Linked DNA regions of Macaca mulatta: region 1 is linked to region 2. The links are chromatin contacts, called in public Hi-C maps. All regions are on one chromosome and are shown on one strand. The core of a region is the stretch at or near the end of the contact, and the rest is flanking DNA. Distances in the headings are between cores, read along the strand shown.

Evidence for each region. Hi-C and Micro-C count contacts between places; a contact is called where the count stands out from the background.
Region 1: a contact with region 2 is called in a Hi-C map of liver, with 4 times the contacts expected there. The contact joins the enhancer-like site here to the promoter of E2F6 in region 2. A contact is called at or near these places in 4 of 14 Hi-C or Micro-C datasets (fetal cortex germinal zone, fetal cortical plate, fibroblasts and 1 more).

Annotation. Positions count from the first base shown.
Region 1 is chr13:113,693,764-113,700,346 of T2T-MMU8v2.0, forward strand. C13H2orf50 (chromosome 13 C2orf50 homolog) reads right to left here. Exons shown (of 4, transcript XM_077960138.1): 1 at 4,245-6,583. The coding sequence starts at 4,504. Among named protein-coding and RNA genes, the nearest start is that of C13H2orf50, 5.0 kb to the right of the region's middle. Within about 2 kb of position 4,723, at least 11 of the 40 cell types and tissues checked have an H3K27ac peak or open chromatin away from gene starts, as enhancers often do.
Region 2 is chr13:113,367,825-113,374,028 of T2T-MMU8v2.0, forward strand. E2F6 (E2F transcription factor 6) reads left to right here and starts at 4,073. Exons shown (of 7, transcript NM_001266655.1): 1 at 4,073-4,438. The coding sequence starts at 4,331.

The sequences.
Region 1 (6,583 bases), core at 3,473-5,972, 330 kb after region 2:
AAAAGTCCCTCTCAATATTATTTTCTACACTGTCATGTGCATCAGATAATAAACATTCCTTTAAAACCTTTCTTAGCCTCCTCGGAAGCCCCGTGTCCTCCTGCTCCCACTGGCCTGGCCGTGCCTCAAGATCACAGGCTGGTCCCTTCCTTCACCAACACGCTGGCATCCCCCTCTTTGGGAATTCCATGTCTTATTTTCTTGTTAATGCACCTGTTTCTGTGGAGCACCTACTCTAGTATCTGTGGACTCCTGCATTTCTTTGGTTCTGGAAAATTCTCACTTACTTTCTCTTTAGACATTTTCTCTCTCCCATTCTCTCCTTTGGGAGTTTTGATTAAGGATAGGTTGGAGCTTCTTGTTCAGTTTCTCTACATTTTTAATTCGTCATTTGTGTTTTCTGTCTTGATTTTCTGAATAATTTCTCCTGTCTTGAGTTTATGAAGTCTGACTTCAGTTGTGTCTTATATTTCAACTTTATATATTTTTATTGCTACAAGTTCTTTCTGTTTTTTGGTTTCTTTGAGATGGAGTCTCACTCTGTCGCCCAGGCTGGAGTGCAGTGGCACAGTCTTAGCTGACTGCACCCTCTGCCTCCCGGGTTCAAGCAACTCTGCCTGCCTCGGCCTCCTGAGTAGCTGGAATTACAGGTGCATGCCATCATGCCTGACTAGTTTTTGTATTTTTTAGTAGAGATGGGATTTCACCATGTTGGCGAGGCTGGTCTCGAACTCCTGATTTCAGGTGATCTGCCTGCCTCAGCTTCCCAAAGTGCTGGGATTGCAGGTGTGAGCCATTGTTCCCGACCTCTTGTTTCATTTTTTAAAGCAGCACTAGAACATTTAAGCTATGTGTCTGGCTCACATTGTATTTCTGTCAGGCAGCACTGCCTTACACATTCCTCTTTGGGCTATCCAAACCTTGCAAAACTCTTTCCCCTTGGTCTTTACACCTCCTTATGCCCCTGGCTTTCTTCTCTGGTGTTTCCTGGCAGCATCTCTGCCTTTCTAGTAAACGTTGCAAGTTCTGTCCTGCATCCTCACCTCTTCTGATCCATTGTGCTCTTCCGGGGAGAGCTTATTCACATCGCTGGGGCCAATGCCCACTCGTTTCCTGCTAAAACTGAGATAGAATTTGCATTCCATAAGATTCACTTTTTAAAGCACACAATTCAATGACTTTAATATATTCATGGAGTTGGGCAACCATCACCACTTTCTGATTCCAGAACATTTCATCACCCACAAAACACCTTGTGTCCATTCGCAGTCAGTCCTCATTCTCCCCTTCTGGATGGGTTTTTAATTCACAACTCCTCACTCTCACACTCAACTACCTCCTGGCAGCTCTATCTAGACGTGGTTCGGGCATTTAAAACTCACCAGAACTCAGCATCTTCATCATTTATCTTCTCCTCCCTATTAATCATTCAAGCTGAGACCTGTCATCCTTTATTCCTTCCTCACCTTTCCTCCCACATTTACTTAGTTTATAAATATTTTCTGTCATTCTGTAGGTTGCCTTTTCACTCTGTTAATTGTTGCCTTTCACTGTTAATTGTTGCCTTTGCTGTGCAGAAGTTTTTCATATGCAAAAGAATGAAATTGGATCCTTTCTAACATGATACATACCAATCCACTCAAAAACATAGAAGGACGCTTCATAACATTGGGCTTGGCAATTATTCCATGGATATGCCACACAAAGGACAGGAAACAAAAGCAGATAGACAGATGGGATTACATCAAACTCAAAAACTTCTGAAGAGCAAAGGAAACAAGCAACAAAGTGAAAAGGCAACGCACAGAATGGGAGACAACATTTACAGATCATATTTCTGATAAGGAGTTAATTTCCAAAATGTATAAGGAACTTCTACAACTTAGTAGCACAAAACCAAATAACCCAATTGAAAAAATGGGTTAAAGACTTGAATAGACATTTCTCCAAAGAAGATAAATAAATGGCCAATAAATATATGAAAAGATTATCAATGTCACTCATCATCAGAGAAATGCAAATCAAAACCACAGAGGTCAAACACGGTGGCTCATACCTGTAGTCCCAACACTTTGGGAGGCTGAGGCGTGTGGATCATCTGCTGTCAGGAGTTCAAGACCAGCCTGGCCGGAGCTTGCAGTGAGCTGAGATCGCACCACTGCACTCCAGCATGGGTGACAGAGCAAGACTCCGTCTCAAAAAAAAAAAAAAAAAAAAAAAGACCAGCCTGGCCAACATGGTAAAAACCTGTCTCTAATAAAAATACAAAAATTAGCCAGGAGTAGTGGAGGGCATCTGTCATCCTAGCTACTTGGGAGGCTGAGGCAGGAGAATTGCTTGAACCTGGGAGGCAGAGGTTGGAGTGAGCCGAGATCACGCCACCGTACTCCAGCCTGGGCGACAGAGGGACACTTCATCTCAAAACGAAACAAAACAAAAAATCACAATGAGATACCACCTCACACCTATTAGGATGGTTGTTATCAAAAACCAAAAGACAATCAATGAGTGTTGGCCATTGTGTGGAGAGACTGGAATGCTGAGATACTGCTGATGGGAATGCAAAATGGTGCCACTGCTATGGAAAAGACAATGGAGGTTCCTCAAAAAATTAAAAATAGAGGTAGCATATAATCCTGCAATCCCTCCAATATGGTTTGAGTGTTTGTGCTCTCCAAATCTTATATTGAAATGTGATCCCGAGTGTTGAAGGTAGGGCCCAGTGGGAGGTGTTTGGGTCGTGACCGGCTTGGTGCCTTCCTTGCGGTAATGAATGAGCTCTTGCGCTATTAGTTCACAGGAGAGAGCTGGTTGTTAAAAAGAGCCTGAAACCTCCCCCTCTCTCTCTGGGTCCCTCTCTTACCATGCAACACGCCTGCTCCTCCTTCACCTTCTGCCATTATTGTAAGCTTCCCGAGACCCTCACCAGAAGCCACGTGGATTCCAAGACTATGCTTGTACGGCCTGCAGAACGGTGAGCCAAATAAACTTATTTATAAATTACCCAGCCTCAGGTGTTCCTTGACAGCAATGCAAAATGGACTAAGACATCCATTTTTGAGAATTCATCCAAAAGAATTGAAACCACTCCCATGTCCATTGTAGCAATACATATAACAGTCAAATGTGGAAGCAACGTAAAGTCCATTGACGAATGAATAAAGAAACTGCACATATATACATTCAGCCTTAGAATGGGAGGAAATTCTGTAATACGCGACAAGATGGATGAACCCGGAGGACAGGATGCTAAGCTAACAAGACGGACATGGAAAGTCAAATATTGCACAATTCCACTTCTATGAGGCACTGAAAATAGACTACTGGGAGTAAAGACTAGAATGGTGGGTGCCAGAGGCTGGGAGGAGGGGGAATGGGGCGTTGCTAATCCACGGGTATGAAGTTTCAGCGGTGCAAGATGAGCGCTTCCTAGAATCTATCAGGCTGCTCATTTAAAAATGCTGTGTTCTTGCTTAAAGATCATGCCATGTACTTGCTTAAAATCCTGGATGGTGTCTCCTTTGGAAAAAATGCATCCAGACTTTTACGAGGGCTGGGGTGGCCCCCCCGGCTGCTCCCCCTTATCCTGTGGCCTTCCTCACTCCCTGTGCCTCAGCTACACGAATTCTTTGTTTTGTTTTTTTAGATACGTCAAACTCTTGGCTCCTTCTCCTGTTTCATGTCTCAGCTTAAAAGTCTCCTCAGAGAGGCCTTCAGCCGGCTCTCCCCCTAACCCTGAACTGTTGTTTCCTTCTTACCGCTGGTCACATTTCTTACAGATTTGTACTTGTTTGCTTTTCTGCTTGCTTTTTGGCTGCCCTGTCCGGAGTATGAAGGCTCCGTGGAGCCATGGCCAGGTCAGTCCCTTGTTGTATCTGGTCTCCTTTCAGAGCGGCTCATGGGGATTTTTGGTTGAATGAAGGCATGAAGGAGCATCTTTCCCAGAGTCAGGTCAGATGGCCAGCGCCTCTCACCCAGACTAGGCCAGCAGGCTCCGGCTCCAGGGAGGCGGGGCTGCTCGGACCCAGCCGCATCTGATCCTGGCCTCCATCTTCCTGGCTTCCTAGGCTCAGGCTCGGGTCTGGCTCTGGGCTGGGCCGGTGACCCGCCTCCCCCCGGGCATGCCATGCTCTCTGTCCCTCAGCCCGGATCAGCTGCCCAGCCATCTCCCTTTCTCCAAAAGTTTCCCCAACTTGTAGTCAGGTTGCGGGGGTCAGGGTGGAGAAGGGAGGGCAGGGACTCACCAGCGCCGCTGGCCCCGACGCTCGGCCTCCAGGAGCTCCCGCCACAGCTGGTCCTGCTGCACGCCGCCACCGCAGGCAGCTCCCTGGGCCACCCGCTGCGCCTTCAGAGCCTGGGGGGCCTGACAGCCACCAGCAAGACCCCTGCTGGCCATAGGGCCAATCCGGGCAGCTGGGGAGACAGACGTTGGCGGCCTGGTGGGGGACAATCGGTGCCCAGGTGATGTGGTTCTCTGGAGCCCAGGGGTAGGGTGGCTCCCCATGGGTGCGTGTGTGTGTGTGTGTGTGTGTGTGTGTGTGTGTGAGAGAGAGAGAGAGAGAGAGACAGAGAGAGACTCCTGTGCCTGAGCTCAGCTCAAACCTCCTCCTGGAACACTCTCTCCCTCCTAACCCCGGGACAGCCTGGGCAGGGTCCTCCTCACTGTCGCTTTAGGCCTCGAGCTCAGAGTGGCCGATGGGGAGAGCATTTGAGCCCAGTTTTGTTTTGAACTCCCGCCTGTGTTGACTGTTGTCCTGGGAACGGGCAGCTCCCAGGAAAGAGGCGGGCCCGTGTGTGCGTGCGGGTGTGTGCGGGTGTGTGTGTGTGTGTGTGTGTGTGTGTGTGTTTGTGATCTGAGCCCTAGGGCTGGGGGGCAGAGAGTTCTTGAGTAGATGCCACGCCCAGTTCAGCAGCCCCCTACCCCGAGGCCGGAGTCCTCCGAGCAGGGTAGGGGAGGAGGAGGGAGCGAAGCCGGGGCTCCTGGGGGCCACCCCCACCACTGTCGCACTTGGCTTCCGGCAGCCGCCTTCAGGCCGTGGGGCGATGATAGTCCTGTGCTGCCCCCTCGTGGATGCTGCGAGGCTTGCACGAGATGGTGGCCCTGAGGGCGCTCTGGGAATTGTGGATCAGGCATCAGTGTGAAGCTTCCTGCTTGTTTGGGAACAATGGCGGAGGTCATGAGCTTCTGTCGGGCGAGGGAAAATGAGTGCAATGCACTAGGAACATCCGCTCTGTCTGTAAACCCGGAGCGTTCACACAGCACTCTGCTTTATGTCTGAGACCTCCCAGCCATGCCTTTCCAACGCCATTCTACAGATGAGGAAACTGAGGCCCTTACCGGCAAGATTAAGTGACCGCCCACGGTCACACAGTCACCAGCTGAAGGGAACAGGGAGAACCTGAGGGCTCACGGTCCGAGCCCTCAGCCCTGTTTCTGTTCTAACTGGGTGCAGCCAGGCTCCCTCCGTGGCAGCCTCTCCTGGTCTGGCTCAGCTGAGCTCCAGGGATGCCCGCTGCTCTCATCACTTCTGCCTCCTGCACTCTCTGCTTCCGGTTCTCTGGGTTTCGTGCCGTTCCGGTAGGTGCTGGCAGATTCACAGTTCCTTCTACGCAGCTTCTCTGTGGGTCCATTCAGCTGGGCCGCTGCTTCCTATCGTTGTACAGGAAGAGCTAAGTGCAGACAAAACCCTGATGAATAGAGGCCTGTGCAGAGTGCCTGGGGTGCAGGGCAGCAGGGCAGCCAGTGAACCACAGGGCACTGTGGCCAGTCCTGTGTGCCCCTGCTGGATTCTGCTTCTGTGAGGGAGGCAGCAAGGAGTTGGGACTTCACAGGTGAAAGGACTTGCCAGGTAGAAAAACTGGGGTGACCACAAAAGCTTGGATGCAAGAGAGAGCCTGGCATTTTGGGAGATGTAGGGGAGGAGACAAGGACGGGGGTGGCAGGGCACATGGGGGCAGGCCCCGGGGTGTTTTCCACTGTATCCTGTACCCAGTGGGGAGATACTGATGGGCTGTGAGCCCCAACGGAACTGCAGGGAACAGAACCATCAGGAAAGGGGTAAGAAACAGGTGAGGTCGCCATTGCCATGGTGTGGGTAAGCAATGGCAATGAAGCCCCTACCGGGCTCAGGTGGAGGGCTGGCGTGGAGAAGACAGGGCTGAGAGCCAGGCCAGAAAGAGCTGCCAGCTTTGTCTTCCCACACTTGCGTGAGGATGGAGCTGAGGGGTGTGACCTTTTGGGAAAACATTAGTCTAGAATCAGAGCTGCAAGCCTGGGACTCTGTCTGTCCTCTGTCCCTCCCCTCAGAGCTGGGATGACACAGGCTGGCATCTAGTGACTTAAATTTTCCTGGTAAAGATGAGCGCAGCAGGAGCGTGGCAGGGTGGGCCGCTGTGTGCTGCTCCCATGGAGGTGTCTGTGCTCCCTGCACCGCGACGACAGGTTCCTGCCATGCCCAAGGAGCAGCGGCTCTGACTTCCCTGAACCCCCAGCAGCTGGGTTCTAAAGACACCCCGTGAGTGTCTTTAGAGAGGACAATGTGTCCTGGGAGGCTTTGTCAGGCTGACTGCAGGCTGTAGCCCC
Region 2 (6,204 bases), core at 2,823-5,322:
TAATACAGACGGTCATTATAAACCAAAAAGTATCTGAGACAGGTCTCAATCAATTTAGAAGTTTATTTTGTCAAGGTTAAGGACAATGCCCAAGAGACAGGTCCATATCTTTCTCCAAAGATGATTTTGAGGGCTTCAATATTTAAAGGGGAAAGGGCAGATATTGGGGAAGGAGGAAGAAATTTTTAAAAGGTGTTGACAGATAAGAGCTAAGTGGTTGCATTCTTTTGAGCCTTTGATCAGCCGTTCACATAGAAGAAGCGGGTAGAGGAATAGTCACGTATGCATTTACCTAGCTCAGTGAACCTGCACTTTTACATAAGATAAAATAAACATGGCAGAGGAGGCCATCAGCTATGCATTTGTCTCAGGCGAGCAGAAGGATGACTGACTTCTGTCCTTTGTCTATGTCCTGTCCATACCTATGAAGACAAGCTATCAATCTACGTCGTCCGGGTGAAATTCAACAGAACTTTTTAGGGTAAAGATCTTGGGGCCCATAGGGAATTTCCTAGTGGGAAAATGTGGAGGAAGCATGTAGCTTTTTATCATAGTAGCTATCTTATTTAGGAACAGAATGGGAGGCAGGTTTGCATGACGAGGTTCTCAGCTTGACTTTTCCCTTGGGCTTAGACACAATCCCACTCCCCAGCAATCTTTCCTCACGACCTAATCACCTCCCAAAGGCCCCACCTCCAAATATTATCTCATCGGAGATTAGGTTTCAATATATGAATTTTGAGAGAACACAAACCTTCTCACTATAATAACTGGACTCAATGATATCTACAACTTTAGTTTCTTCACTTGTGCTATCCAACATGGTACCACTAGTTATGTGGCTATTTAAATCACAAATTAAATTAAATTAAATTGAAATTCACTTCCTCAGACACGCCAGTCATATTTCAGGTGCCAATGGCCACACGTGGCAGCAGCCACCATATGGAACAATGCGGAACATTTCCATCATCACAGAAAGACCTAGTGGATACAGTCATTTCCTCACAGACCTCTGGAGAGGACATTTTCAAGTAGAAGGGAAGCAAAGTATCCTCTGACATATGAGGCCTTTCAGGATTGCTCAAGCACACCTGTGCACTTGGCCTCATATTTCAGCCCTAACTTTAAAAACGATCCCTGGAAGTATCGTCTTCAGCCCTAACTGGAAAGTCCCAAAGCCCATGCCCCATTCTGCCCTAGCGCCATTCTGCCCCAGGAAGCACACACAAAAACAGGGCTAGAACTGGGAAATACTAGAATTTCTGTGCTGGGAACTGTGACTGTATACCAATGTAAGGCCATGGTGGACAAAGCCACGGATAGTCCCCATGCAACCTGGAACAAAGTTCTCTGAGCCTCTGTACCCTCTTCTATATTCCTTTTTTTTTTTTTTTTTTTTTTTTTTTTGAGACAGGGTCTCGCTCTGTCACCCAGGCTGGAGTGCAGTGGCATCATCTTGGTTCACTGCAACTTCTACCTCCGAAGTTCAAGCGATTCTCTTGCCTCAGCCTCCTGAGTAGCTGGGATTACAGGTGCCTGCCACCACACCTGGCTAATTTTTGTATTTATAGAAGAGACAGGGTTTCACCACGTTGGTCAGGCTAGTCTCAAACTCCTGACCTCAAGTGATTCTCCTGCCTCAGCCTCCCAAAGTGCTGAGATTACAGTCATGAGCCACCACGCCCAGCCTTCTACAAAGTATTCTTGAAATAGCTACCTCACAGGCAAATGTGGAAAAGCACCTGTAGTTTACAACTAATTCAGTTATTATTTTTTCTTCGTCTGCTCTGCTGCTATTGTGTGTTAGACATACTCTAATTTAGTACTTATGCTTTCTGCTTATGTGTCTCCACCAGGCTAGTAGCCCCTGGAACACAAGGTAAGGCCCCATCAGATTCAGTTCTTCCCTCAACACCTACCCTACTGCTCGGCCCATGAGAGATGCTCAAAAAAATGTGCAAAAGATTATGTCTTGAGGAAAAGCCAGGTCACAGGCACAATAAGTATGAAGATTGTGCCATTTCCCCGACTCTCCCCAGCTCTGTGCTCATGCTCTTTCTTTAGCCTGGACCACTTGCTACCCCATCCTGATCCACACCCCACCTTTACTTGTCCAACCCCATCTCTGGTTGTAGAGAATCTAGTCGTCCTTCAATAATCTTCCTAAAGATCTGAATGCCAAATTAATTAATCAGTTGTGGAGTCAAAGCCTGCCTCTACCACTGCCTACGTAGGACCCTGAGTAAATTTTTGTAATCCTGCTGATCTTAATTTCGCTGATCTGCAAATTGGGCAGAAAAATAACTATCTTTCAGTTTTGATATGAGATTTACATAAGCAAATGTACGTGGAATGCCAAACACATAGCAGATGCTGAATAAATGCCTTAAAATGGCCATTTCTAATGACTCTGGGAAATTCTTCATTCTGTAACAATATGCAGTCTTCTCGAGATCTCCGCTATGTTCTCTTTTTTTCTAGTTTATTTAGCAAACGTTAACAGAGCATGTTTTATTTGCCAGACACTGTGCTAGATGACAGAGATACAAAGATTAGAAGCCAGGCATGGTGTCTCAAGCCTATAACTCCAGCACCTTGGGAGGTTGAGGCAGGAGGATTGCTTAAGGTAAGGAGTTCAAAAAATAATAATACATTTTAAAAAATTAGCCGGGCATAGTGGCATGCACCAGTACTCTTAGCTACGTGGGAGTCTTAACTGGGAGACCACTTGAGACCAGGAGTTTGATGCTACAGTGAATTATGACCATGCCACTGCCCTCCAGCCTGGGTAATGGGGAAAAAAAAAGATTAGAGACCTCTGACATCATAGTCTAGTGGGGAGCCAGCTTCTTCAGGGATTTCTCCCTACCTCACCTCGCCCACCTCAGGCTGTGTAGAAACCCCCAGTCTAACCGGTTGTTTCCCTCCAACTCTGTACACACCACGGTGTGTTACCTTTTTATTTCAAACATGTGCTGGCCTCTGTTCTAATCACAGCAACCTGTATCCATTAATCCATTTAATCCTCACAACAACCTTATCAGGTAAGTATTGTCATTATTCGCATTTTCCAAATAAGGAAACTGAGGCACAGGCAGATTAAGTAACTGGCTTAATAAGGTCTTCTGGTTTATAAGTAGGAGCCAGGATTTGAAAACACACCTCTGGCTCCAGCTTAATTAACATGCTCTGTTTACTTATCTGTCCCCACTGAAATTGGAGGTTGAACCTGTGGCATATCCAAATGAGTAAGTATCGCCTGTGCTCACCCCAATATCTGACACTATAGGTCCACGATAACTCATTCATCAAACAGGAAGGAGGGAGGAAGGAAGGAAGGAAGGAAGGCAGGAAGGAAGGAAGGCAGGAAGGAAGGAAAGAAGGCAGGCAGGCAGAAGTAAAACGATACCACAATGGTTTGGTTGCTCACATTTACTAAGCATCAACACTGACCCGCCTGTAAGATGTGCTAACAGAGCTCAGGAATAAATGAAGGCCGGGCGTGGTAGCTCATGCCTATAATCCCAGCACTTGGGAGGCCAAGGTGGGAGGATGGCTTGAGCCCCAGAGTTCAAGACCAGTCGGTGCAATATACTGAGACTCTGCCTCTACTAAAATTAAAATTAAAAATTAGCCGGGCGCAGTGGCGCGCGCCTGTAGTCCCAGCTACTTGGGAGGCTGAGGTGGGAGGATCGCTTGAGCCTAAGAATTCGAGGCTGCAGTGAGCCCTGACCACGCCACTGCACTCCAGCCTGGGCGACAAAAAAAAAAAAAATTAAAATTAAAAAAAGGAATAAATGAACATCTTTGCGGCTGAGAGCTTTCAGTTATCACCGTCGAGAATTCCAGGCGAGCGCTGCGTTTTCCCAGCTGCCTGTTTTCTCTCACCCCCGTTCCCTTCCTCTGGAATCCGGCTCCACCTCTTCCTTTTCCTTTGCCAGCCTCTCCGTGGATTCCGCGGTCCGGGTTTCCCGGGCGCCAGCCGCCGGGAGAGGATCAGTGCGTGGGAGCGCTCCGGCCGCGGCGGGCATGCGCAGAGGGGGGCGGTACACTGCGCATGCGGAAAAATGGCGGGCCGGGCTACTTGAGAGCCGCGGGTTTACCTCCTCCTTTCCCGTCTTCGTCGGGAGTTCCCGGGCACGTGAGGCAGTGCCGCGTTTGCTGGCGGGTGGGACGGCCTAGCCGGGCGGGGCCTTGGAGGACGCCGCGGATCCGTCAGTTTCTGGGCCCTTGGAAATCGGCGCGTGGGGGGCGGTGATCGAGCTGCGCGCGAGAGGGCGGGAGAGCTCGCGGGGTGCGAGGGGAGCGGGACGCCCGGCCGGGCAGCATGAGTCAGCAGCGGCCGGCGAGGAAGTTGCCCAGTCTCCTCCTGGACCCCGCGGAGGAGACGGTTCGCCGTCGGTGCCGAGACCCCATCAACGTGGAGGGACTGCTGGTAAGCTCCGGGACGGGAGGGGGACGGGCGGGGGTCTCCCAAAGCTGGCCCCCTCCTCCCCGCGCCGCCGCCAACCCCGCTGGCCGTCGTCTCGGTCGTCTGCTCCCCCTGGGCCAGGCGCTGCCCATCACGTGCTGCGAAACTGCGCTCTCCCGCCTTCTGCTTTCAGCATCTGTTCACAGACGTGGTGTCAGTCTTCTGGACTTTTACATCGGAACTTCAGGGCACTGTTGGAGAAAATTGCTCAACTTTGCATTGGAAAGGCCATGTTTTTCTCCTTCAGTGGACTCTAGCTGTATCTCTGCAACCTATCATTTGTTCTTCTACCTTCTCTCTCTTCTGCTCTACTGCAGCCGTTTAAAACCTTGTCCACGCTTTATATTTACCACGCCACAGCTCCCATTCATAAAATTATCTCCCCACCTGTTTGACGGAGAAAATGGTTAGGAGATTTGGCTCCCTTTCCCACAAAGACTGATTTCTTCTACTCTTGTTCTGGACCAGATACTGTATTCCCCGGTTCTCAAGGTCCTTAACAAATGCGTTCTTTTCCATTCCTCCCGTATTTTCTTTTTCTTTTTTTGAGATGGAGTTTTTACTCTTGTTCCCCAGGCTGGAGTGCAATGGCACGATCTCAGCTCACTGCAACCGCCGCCTCCCAGGTTCAAGCGATTCTTCTGCTTCAGCCTCCCATGTAGCTGGGATCACAGTCATGCGCCACCACACCCAGCTAATTTTGTATTTATAGTAGAGACGGGATTTCACCGTGTTGGCCAAGCTGGTCTCGAACTCCTGACGACCTCAGGTGATCCACCCGCCTCGGCCTCCCAAAGTGATGGGATTACAAGGCGTGAGCCACCGAGCCCGGCCTCTCCCCATATTTTCAATTTCTCTGCTGCTTTCTTCCTATAACTAGTAGTAATTAAACATTTTCCCAAGTCATTATGCCTGGTCCCCATACCAAATAGTTTGTGATTATTGTCTCATTTAATTTCTCACAGCAGTGTTTTATAATAGTAAAAGACTATTATTCTTGTTTTACGGTTGCCAAAACAGACCTGGAGATGCATGTAATGCCGGCTTGCCTGTGGCTAGATAGTAAGTGGAGAAACTTGGGTTGAACCTCCAAATGTCTAACTCCAGATGATAAATTCTTGACTACTAAAACCACATTCTCAATCCATCCCCATCTTAAAAGATCCCTCCCTTAATTCCATATCCCTTGCCATCTACTGTCTCTCTTCCCCTTCACAGCTAAACTTCTTGAAAAAGTTATTTACACTCACTCTTTCCACTTGATCGTCTCATTATCAGCCAACCCACTGCTGGGGACCCCTATCCTCAGCACACTTGTGAGACCATTCTAACCAGGGTCACCGACAATCTCGTCAATTCCAGCAGCTGTTGTAGTTTTGACACAAAACTACTTGTGTTGGAAACTCTCCCTTGAGTTTCCTTGACATTGATGTTCCATCTGCTTCTCTGGGCTCTCCTTGTCCTCATCCTCTTCCCAGTCCTTCATTTTTTTTTCCCCCGAGACAGGATCTCACTCTGTCACCCTGGCTGGAGTGCAGTGGCACATCCTGGCTCACTGCAGCCTTGACCTCCCAGGCTCAAGTGATTCTTCTGCCTCCACCTCTCTAGTAGCTGGGACCACAGGCACATGCCACAAGGCCTGGCTAATTTTTTTATTTTTAGATATGGAAGTCTTCCTGCGTGGCCCAGGCTGGTCTTGAACTCCTGGGCTCAAGCTGTCCTCTCACCTC